2 separate regions of the Mus musculus genome follow, and region 2 is linked to region 1. Evidence: chromatin contacts called from public Hi-C data. All regions are on one chromosome and are shown on one strand. The core of a region is the stretch at or near the end of the contact, and the rest is flanking DNA. Distances in the headings are between cores, read along the strand shown. Region 1 has its middle 790 kb from the start of Gm33246. Region 2 has its middle 710 kb from the start of Gm24127.

Region 1 (5,235 bases), core at 1,982-4,481:
TGTTTATTTGTGTTAAAAATCATAATTATCTATGTTTGTTAAGAAGAAAACCAAACATATTTTACATTTGATCCTATATCCAAACTTTTTGAACATCTCAAAAAATTGTTATTGATTATTTAAAGTATAACAATCATAAATAAATAAACTAAAATTACTCAACAACCAGAAACCAATTAATAAAAAATATTTATTATTTATATATAAATTTAAAGAGAATTGTCCTTTATTAGTAAATTTATGTCATTAAATTTATTCTGTGTCACTAGTTTGAGTTATGTGTAAGCATGTTTAATGAAATTTGATTTTTCTACATAGTATTTACAACATTTTTCCAAATATATATGTTTCATCTACTGGAAGGTCTGCTAAGGAGACAAGAAAATAAGTCTTCTTAACTGGCTTAGTCATCACCATTATACAGCTACAGGATACATAGAAGGTAGTCTTTAGTTATCAGGTAAATAGTGTGTAAGTTAGGCAAGGTGACCACCATGGATTTTGTATTTCTTGAGTGAATTATGTGAATATACTAATTTCATCGAGGGGAAACTGTATTAGTATAATTCAGAACACTCAATAAGGCACTTCAAGTTGTTTTTACCTTGCTCTAAAGTACCCAGACTGAACAGTTTATGAATAATGTACGTTTATCCCAGCTATAAATTTTAGGACATTAAGAGCAAGTCTGCTCTTTAGCCATGGTCGATCCCTCTCATTACAACCAAGTATCTGTTGCAAAAGCCCTGAAGAAGTGTTTCATTTGCTCAGGACAAAACTCAGAAGAGAAACAAAAGCTTACACTACTTTCCCCTGATTACATATTTTTAATTCCTTTTGTATTTACAAGTCACAATCTCTTAATTATTTTTCAAAGGAACCAACTTTAACACCACCACATGGAGGTGAAATCCTAACAAGAACTTGGAAGAACATTCAGATAATAATCAAGAAAAGAAAATTCTCATTTGGGATTCAAAATCAAGGAAGGGCTTACATGTGATCTATTCCAGTAAATTCATCAGCTATTTGTTCTCATTAGTGCCTAAAGATTGTCTGAATCCTTAATTATCACTAGCATTTCTTCCAGGATAAAGTACAAAATTTGATGTTATAATCACCGGAGATCCACAAAATTCTCTAATCAATCTTTAAAGTTTTGTATTTTGTAGATGATTCTTTAAAACAATTATTTCTTCCATGAATAAAAGAACATAAAATTTTATCTAGAAACACATTTGAGTAAAACATGTTTAAAGCTTATGAATAGTTATTCAATTGAGAACATGTGAGGGAAACTGAAAGTGCCCATTATTATTAATCTAAGTGTATCAATTTTAGCTTCAAGGCATTATATTTACTTAAGCTCCAATCCTACCATTACTATTACCAAATTGAAATGACTGCAAGGCACATGGATTCTTTTTAAAAGGACCATTAATTAAAATGCATTTGAGCCCAAAATATTCAAAGTTATGTTGAATGAGTATCTCATAGGCTCAGCAAATATTTCTGTTGTTTTATGAATTTTCTGATATCAGCTTTAATTTTTGCATACATGTAAAATTACAATAAAACATATTTACATTAGAAAACATAGCTAAAAAATTGTGTTCTATTAAAGTTGATTTTTACCATTAAAGAGATGATAAATAATTATCAGCATATGAAAGAAAAAAGTGTTAAGAAGGTAAACTATTTCAGTAAAGCTCTTATATATTGAGATTTTGTGCGAACAAAGGAATTATTTAAAATGTTTTAAATTGTATGTGTACTAAAATTTAAAATAATGTATTCCATCATTTTGATGTTAGATTTGGATATTTTATGTTTATTATTTTAGATGTTGGTAAACAAAGCCTTTTAGGGTGTATTTTTATATATATGCATGTTATTATTACACATTTTCCTTTGATGCTGTTCTTCAATAATGTCTTAAAATTTTCTTAGAGCATTAGATTGTTGTGAATAATGTAATACAACTTTGCTTTTCTTTTGGAAGTACTACATATGTATAGCATTATTACTCTTTATTTGAAATTTAAATTTACGTCAAATTAAAATTTAAAAGTACTAATATGGAATTAAAGAAAGGAATAAGTATTTTGTGAATAATTTATACTCAAATATTAAAAGAAATATATAAAATTATTCAACAATTAATAAGATTTTAGTATGTTAAATATATTACATTCTATATTTTCATAATCTACAACTATAAAAAGATTGTATGTAATAAGGGAAATATGTTTTTCGTGTGATAGTATTTTCCTAGAATTTTCCTTCTTTGATAAACCAAGTCTTTTTGATATATTTCATAAGCCTTCCTTAATTTTTGTTTGGAAATTTTTTTTTCCTTTCCTAAGGAGAGGACAATATGTTTCTAATTATAAGCCTATATTTCTGCTTATTCTCTCTCTTACTAATAGCATCAAGTTTCCACAAGAAAATTCATCGACATAACTTTATCTTAAGAATCCAAAGAATGGATAGCTGAGTCTTGAGGTAGAACTATTTCCAATTTTTTGAGTTACCTCCAGATTGATTTCCAGAGTGGTTGCACCAGTTGGCAATTCCACCAGCAATGGAAGAGTGTTCTTCTTTCTCCATGTCCTCCCCAGCATGAGCTGTCATTTGAGTTTTTGATCATAGCCATTCTGATTGGTATGAGGAAGACTCTCAGGGTCATTTTCATTTACATTATCCTGATGACTAAGAACTTTGAACATTTCTTTAGATGCTTCTGAAATTTGAAATTCTTTTGTTGCGAATTGTCTTTTTAGCTCTAATACCCCATTTTTAATTTGGTATATTTGGGGTTTTTGTTTGTTTTGTGTTAGGAGGTTATCTTCTTGAGTTCTTTTTATATTTTGGATATTAGCCCTCAGTCAGATGTAGTGTTTCCATGGACTGGGCTCAATCGCCCCACCCCCCCTCAATCCGTGAGAATCAGGGTCTCGGACAGATGCAGACATGAGAGAGTGTGTTGGATCTGAATGTCATGTCCAAATGAACACCAGACTTTTTTATACAGAAGAAAAACAAGAAGAGCCTGGCAAACCATCTGACAAGTTACAGTGACACAAAATGAAAGGAATGCATACATCAAAAGATGGCAGGAACCAGGCGTTTACCACTTAATTTAAAAGATCAGCTAAACACAGGCACCAGGTGAATGCTCTGATGTAATGCTAGTCTATTGCTAAACCTACCACCAAGGGTTCTTTAGTAAATACCTTATTATGCTATTCCTCAGGGCATCAGGAAGAAACCTGCACCATATCCACCCATTTTCTAGGCCATTGTGTATTCCTGTGTTTGGGTGTGACTCGGCTATTGTCCTAAGTAATTACTATGCAGACTAGCTCTGAGCTTTTCTAGCTCTGTTCTTTGTAATGCCTGCTTATTTTCACTGTCTCTACTCGAAGTGAATTTGAATGTTATAAATAGGTAACCTTCTTACTGAATTCCAAGATCACCATCAGCTTCAAGGACTTTCTAGGACATTGGAACACTGGTGGAGGCTTATCTATATGTCAAAAATCAATCCTTAAAGGTACTTATAATAAAACAATGCTGAAAAAGAGCACATGGATCCATACACCAGACTAAAGCGGGACAAGGTTTGAGTATAAGGGCTATGGGAATGCCAAGGTCCCAGGAGGCACAGTTTCCTTGAAACTCTTTGCCTCATGAGTGCTTCCAGGACTTTTGGCCTCTCAAGCAGACTTCACTGGAGTGGGCATAGCATAGTGTTAGTGAGGATATTTTCCCATTCTGCAGGTTTCCTATTTGTCCTAATGTTGGTGACATTTGGCTTGCAGAAGCTTTTCAGTTTCATGAGGTCCCATTTATCAATTACTGATCTTAGAGACTGAGCCTGGAAAACTCAGGAAAATTTCCCCTGTGCCAAGGAGTTCAAGGCTCTTTTCCACTTTATCTTCTGTTAGATTCAGTGTATCTGGTTTTATGTTTAGGTCCTTGGTCCACTTGGTCTTGAGCTTTGTGCAAGGTGATAACTATGGATCAATTTGCCTTATTCTACATACAGGCCACCAGTTAGACCAGCACCATTTAGTGAAGATCCTTTCTTTTTCCACTATGGGTTTTTGCTTCGTTGTCAAAATCAAGTTTATTTCCTGGTCTTCAGTTCTATTCCATTGAGTGACCTACCAGACTCTGTACCAATACCATGCAGTTGCACTCTTCATCACTATTGTTCTGTAGTACAGCTTGAGGTTTGGGATGCTGATTCCTCCTGAAATTCTTTTATTTTTCAGAATTGGTTCTGTCTATCCTAGGTTTTTTGTTTTTCCATATGAAGCTGAGAATTGCTCTTTCCATGTCTATGAAGAACTGTGTTCAAATTTTGATGATGATTGTATTGAATCTTTTGGAAAGGTGGTCATTTTCACTTTGTTAATTCTACCAATCTGTGAGCTCTGACATCCTCGATTTCTTTCTTTAAGGATTTGAAGTTTTTGTCATACATATCTTTCACTTGATTGGTACAAGTTACACGAAGATAGTTTAAATTATTTGTGGCTCTTGTGAAGGAAGTTGTTTCCCTAATTTCTTTCTCAGCTTGTTCATCATTTGTATAAAGGAAGTCTACCATTTGGACTGAAGTAGGGGACCCCTATGGTTGATTTACTAGAAGGATTGAAGATGCTAAAGGTGAAAGCAACCACATAGAAAGAGGCCCAGTTTCAACTCACCCAGATCCTGGTAACCAAGCAGTATACAGGAGCTTGTCCCAGCCAGCACAAATATAGCAGAGGATTGGGTCTCAGTGTGAGAAAATGCTCCTTACCCTTGAGAGACTTGAGGCCACAGAGAAGGGGGAGGTCTCCTAGGAGGGGAGAGCACCCTCTCAGAAGGAATGAGGTAGAAGAATGGGATGAGGAACTATGGGAAGGGAAGTGGGATGGGTCAAAGGCAGGAATGTAAATAAATAAAATAATTTAAAAAATAATAATCCAAAGACTTCGCATGCAAGCACCATACAGTTTTCATTCTGAGTGGAAGTTTTTGTGTGGAAAGTGGATACCTTACAGAACATAAAATAAGATAAAATAAAATAAAATAAAATAAAATAAGCCTCTTGACAATCATGGAACAGGAATCATTCAGGAGACCTTGTGGATGTTAAAAGCCTCTGTGGCAGTTTAAGATAGCCTCCAAGCAGGGCAGAAGGCTTATCAATGGTATCTTTGATGGGAGCTTCTGCTTGGA
Region 2 (5,235 bases), core at 1,782-4,281, 180 kb before region 1:
CCTTCCTCTCATGAAGTAAAAATATTCACTTGGCACTCAATACTTACCCCCATCTGCTCCTGCCATTTCCAGCTGATTCCTTATGGTCCATGAATAAGGAAGAGACATAAGGATCTCATTTAGCTGAAATGAGAATAGTAGCTACACCTTGGCTGTGGTGCTTCTATGACATCATGAATTTAAAATCCTGAATGGAAATGTGGGGAAATTTGATCAATTCTGTCCTACTTACTGGCACTCTGAGGCTGTGAATAGAAAATCTGTTTCTTGTGAAGGACATTTCTTTATGGAAATTTTCGAATGTCTTAGAGGTCTCCGGGTTAATTTGTTTCCTTACAGAGATTCTATCTAAACTTTGAACACATTTGTCAATTGGGAGTATTTACCCAGATATTCATACACTATACACAGGTATCCAATAAATAATCACACACTGCAGAACGTGTTAAGGGAGATATAATTCACACATCTATGTGTTTAATCAGATCATTTGTATAACAGTGTCAAGAGAAATGCAGTTTTTATGATGCTAAGAAAGCGAATAATTAACATGAGAGTGTGAAACACTTGAAGAAAGATGCAATCTTTTGTTCTTTAGATAAAATTGAATTTCCAGAATTACTTACTGTCAATTATGTATTCTAAGTGTAATGATATGCAGTTGTAAATTCAACATTCTAAAGTCTGAGATAGCAAGATTACTAAAAGTCTGAATCTAGCCTAGGCTACATTGTGAGTTCCATGTCAACTTTTGTTACAGCATACAAGACCTTGTCTCAAACTCACATAATATAAAGAAAACAATTTAAAATAGACAATAAAAACCATTTAAAAGTGAAGAACTCTTATGAAATTTCTTTTTTAATTATTTTAGTTGTCATAGGATTTTTTCCCCTAGTACTTACTTAACCCAATATAATTTTCATGTACTGCTTCATGAGTTCTTGTCCTTTCTGTCTTCCAAGCTGAGGATATCGTCACAGGAAAAGAACTAAGAGAAAAAAGAGCCTTTCTGACTTTACAAGAATTTCTGAATTCTTGAATACAAGGATTTCTGGAAAATGTGTTAAGAGCTAAAAAGAGAAAGTCTGACCCCTTATCAGAGAATAAAATAATTTCTGTAAAATAATTGCCATGACCATTGCAGTAACACATGTGGGCTTCCTGGATAGCTTTATGTCAGCTTGGCAATAATTAAAAACATCTGAGCAGAAGGAAATTCTCTTGTGAAAGTGTCTCCATAAGATTGAGCTCGATAGGCAGGCAAGCCTGTAGGGCTCAGCCCACTTTGAGTGATGGGAATCCTTGGCTGGCCTTCTTGGTTTCTATATGAAACCATAATGAACAGCCTCTCAAGAGCAAACCCGTAAGCTTCACACCTGTGCGGCCTCTGCATCAGCTCCTGCCTGCAGGTTCCTGACTCAATTTCCTTCAGTGAAGAACAATTTTGTGAAAGTGTCAAGTGAAATATACCTTTCCCTCCTCAGTTTCTTTTGGTCATGATGTTTCATCACATTAGTAGCATTCCTAACACAGACATTGAGTTGTGTGATGAATAAAACTGATAAATAGCTTGGATGATCACATGCAGAACTTTAGCAAGTGTCTTCCTAGTTTCATAAATGGCTGAAAACATAGGATTAGAAAATTGTTTTACTATTAATATTCCCAAATATTTCCAAAGGAATATTATAATTGTGAATTACTGCTATGCTTGTGGCAGCTAAAATGGACACAAGAAAGAATGATGTTTAGACCTTGGTCTTCCTCTGATGGCACTGAGATTTGTATGTGAACATATGTGTATGTGTATATGATTGTGTGAGTGTTTTGTGTGTGTGTTTTTGTGTATACTTGTGCACGTGAACTCATGGGTGTATAATGATGTGTGCATGCATGTGTGTCTGTATAAAGAGACACACATGCACATATAGTACATGTATACTTAATTTCATGTATACATAATTTCTGTATATGTACATATAGCTTCTGCATATTTAATTCCATGTGCCATTTCAATTGCATTCTTGTAAAACAAAATGTGGCATCTTCTCATTGAACTCTAAACTTCAATCTAAATTTCCATATTTCATGAAGTTATTTTATTCTGATTATAGAACCTTTACAAATAAAAGTGTACACCTTCAATTTTAATTATATGTAGGATTCCTGAGATTCTTGACAAAATGTAGAATTTAATTCAGAATATCTGGTTGGAGCCCAACACTCTGTATTTATAACAAATACCTAATCTCTGTTCCTGTTCTTGCTTTAGAAATTCTAGATCCTTCAGCAGGAAACAAAGCTATTGTATGTATTTACTAGTTAAGTTTATCTTTACCTACTTAATATTAAAACTAACTATCAAAGAATATGAGATAGAAATAAATTGAACATAAAGTAAGTGGTACATAAAGATTTTAAAGTTATTGCATTTCAATACATTAATCAACTTCCATTTTAGCTCCAAAATGCAAGCCTTTTCTTTCATAAATATATGCTAATATCTTTTAATGTTTTAAGGTTGATAAAATTATCAACACACAAAGCTGCCCCCAAGAGACAACAGCCAAATAAAACAAAACAGGATACAATAAAAGGCAAGAAAAATTCAGATATACTGAATCAAATTCTACATTTATCAAGAATCTCAGGAATGTCACATATAATTAAAATTAAAGATGTCTCATATTGGGTCTGGACAAAGCAGTCAAATAGGAAGTAAATGCTTCAAGGTCAGGCTAAAGAGTCAGAGGTACTGTTGAGAACCGGCCAGTGGCTCACATGAACTGAGTTTCACCTGGGAGGCAAACTGTGGATGAAAGAGAGGAAAAATAGGTGAAAGAGAGAGAAATGGAGCCAAGACAATGTTCTGATCAAGGCTCAAATGTTTAATGGTGAATGCACTTATAAAGGTGGGGGGCAGGCCCATTCCTGCCAATTCATTCTTAGAGCCTAGAACCAGCTACAGGTGATGACCTGCAGGATAGGGTGTGGTCTCAGGAATAGCTAGGTGGCCTCCCAGCAGGTAGCAGTATTTTGAAGAGGAACAGCAACTGTGGCTGAACAATAAAGTGATCTAGGGAGGCAGGCTCCACCCTAGGTAATCTCCTTAGTGGCAGCAAGGTCAAGGTCTGGCTCCTCCAGCTTCAGGCTGAGGGAAGGTTACAACTGCTCCCACTTTTAGGAGTCCCAGGAAATCACCAAACTAACAGCCACAACATAACACACAGGACCTGATGTAAATAAATGCAAGCACAACATTTGCTGCTACAGACTCTGTGAGGCCACATAAGCCCTGCTCGGCTGATACCTTGAGCTATCTCCTGGTGTCCTTGATCCCCTCCCACTTCGGAAGTCTTTCCTCTCCTTGTCTGCAGGATGGCCTGACCTCTGAAGGGAGAAAGTGATTGAATCCTTAAAATTAGAAAATTTTATGTTGCAAAATTAAGTCAAACTAAAGCATTTACATTTATACATTTGATTATCTGTTTATTTAGGACAATAGGCTATTCAGATTTTTATGTTTATCTGAAAAAGATGGTTGTAACTGAAGTTGTAAACGTTGCTATATTGTTTCATCATGTAAAGGTTCTTCTATCAACAATAATAGCACCTTCCATCTTTCATATATATATATGTATATATATATATATATATGATTTTATAAACAAAGTATTGATATGATTAATAGCAAAATTGCATTTTATTATAATACTAAAACCCACTGAAGTTTTGCATCTTAAAGCTTTACAACCTATTCTACAGTTTATAAAATAATTTAAATATATAATACTAAAGGTAATTTTCCAAGGAATATTTTAACCCTCCTTAGGTTTCAATGGAAACAGATAAAGAAACCATTTTTTTTTATTTCTAATGTTGTTTTGTGTTTTAAAACAAAATTTTATTTTCTTGCAATACAAAATTTGTTTCTAGAAAACTAGTATATGATCTGATATTTGAAATCAACTATCGCAACACATTACAGCAAGAGATTTATGACCTATCTTAGATAAAGCATTTTAAAAGAAAGCTACTAAACAATAACTATTGGCAGTAGAGGCACATTCAGATGCAATGTACTTCAAAGATATTTACAAAAGCCCAGCAGTGATTATAGAGAATGAAATTTTGTTTGCTCATAAGACAAAGTCTTAAATTAATACTTTGAGTGAAGAGCACCCCCTCATCCCCCACCCCATAAACTGGAATAGAGATCTTATGAAAACATGTCCTTCCATAGGGTGTATAATGAGGAGTAGTTTAGCTTTGTCAGATGGTAGATTCATTTTAACTCTTTTCCCCCTCTTTTATTGAAAATAGATTTTTTTCATACACTATAATATCAGGATGCTTTCCTCTTCCCTAATTATGCCCACATCTCTCCTCCATTTTCTTCCATATCCACAACATTTCTGTCTTTCCACAGAATCCAAGCATACATCTAAGAAACAATAATAAACTAAAATAAAATCGATAAAAGAAAAAATAAAAGTAAAATATAAGAATAGTTCTAAACAAGAAAACAAAAGAAACAGTAGAAACACATATAGATTCAGGGAACGCATGGCTGCATACATAGGAATCCATAAAAAAAGCACAAAAACAAAAGCTACAATACATACAAAATGTAACTCTCATGTTAAGACAAAACACAAAACAAATTAAAAGTGCCCTAATACAAAATCATGGGACAAAGAACCACCAAACATCCCTTCTGTGTTGGCCACCTTCTTCTGGGCATTGGATTTACCTTCTCTTTTGAGGATATTCCACATTGATGTTTCAGAGTCAGTGGTCCAATTTGCAACTGACAGAAAATGAATGAGGACTTCTCATTCCTGCTCTACAGATTCATGCTCAGCATTCTTAAGTGCCATTCTACTCTCAATTGCCAAAAATTAGAAAGAGCCAAAATTCCCTTCAAGTATTGAATATATAATAAATATGTGGTACATATATAAAGTGTTAGTCAGCTGAAAAGCAACATGTAATCAGGAAATGTGTCAGATCTAGAAAAGAACATATTAAGTGAGGTAATTCAGACCCAGAAGTAAAACCATCACTTATCTGTAAATCTCATCTGTATTCCTAGTTCCAAGGTCATACATGAATATGTAACTTGGAGTATATGTAGAAATACAAAGGGAGCATGTGTCAGGTTACAATAGAGACATATATTCCAGGTTATAAGTGATTTGAAAGGGAAAATGGGAAATAGAGAGATGTTGT

Evidence for each region. A called contact is a pair of places that touch in the nucleus more often than the background predicts.
Region 2: a Hi-C map of embryonic stem cells shows a contact between it and region 1, with 2.1 times the contacts expected there. The contact joins two enhancer-like sites. A contact is called at or near these places in 4 of 484 Hi-C or Micro-C datasets (all in embryonic stem cells), 7 of 115 datasets of contacts at active chromatin or transcription factors (all in embryonic stem cells) and 1 of 9 other capture datasets (embryonic stem cells).

What each region holds. Positions count from the first base shown.
Region 1 is chr14:91,476,692-91,481,926 of GRCm38.p6, reverse strand. No RefSeq gene overlaps it. Among named protein-coding and RNA genes, the nearest start is that of Gm33246, 790 kb to the right of the region's middle. Within about 2 kb of position 3,231, at least 7 of the 459 cell types and tissues checked have an H3K27ac peak or open chromatin away from gene starts, as enhancers often do. A contact at or near this core is called in embryonic stem cells, where this site is marked.
Region 2 is chr14:91,654,082-91,659,316 of GRCm38.p6, reverse strand. No RefSeq gene overlaps it. Among named protein-coding and RNA genes, the nearest start is that of Gm24127, 710 kb to the left of the region's middle. Within about 2 kb of position 3,031, at least 5 of the 459 cell types and tissues checked have an H3K27ac peak or open chromatin away from gene starts, as enhancers often do. A contact at or near this core is called in embryonic stem cells, where this site is marked.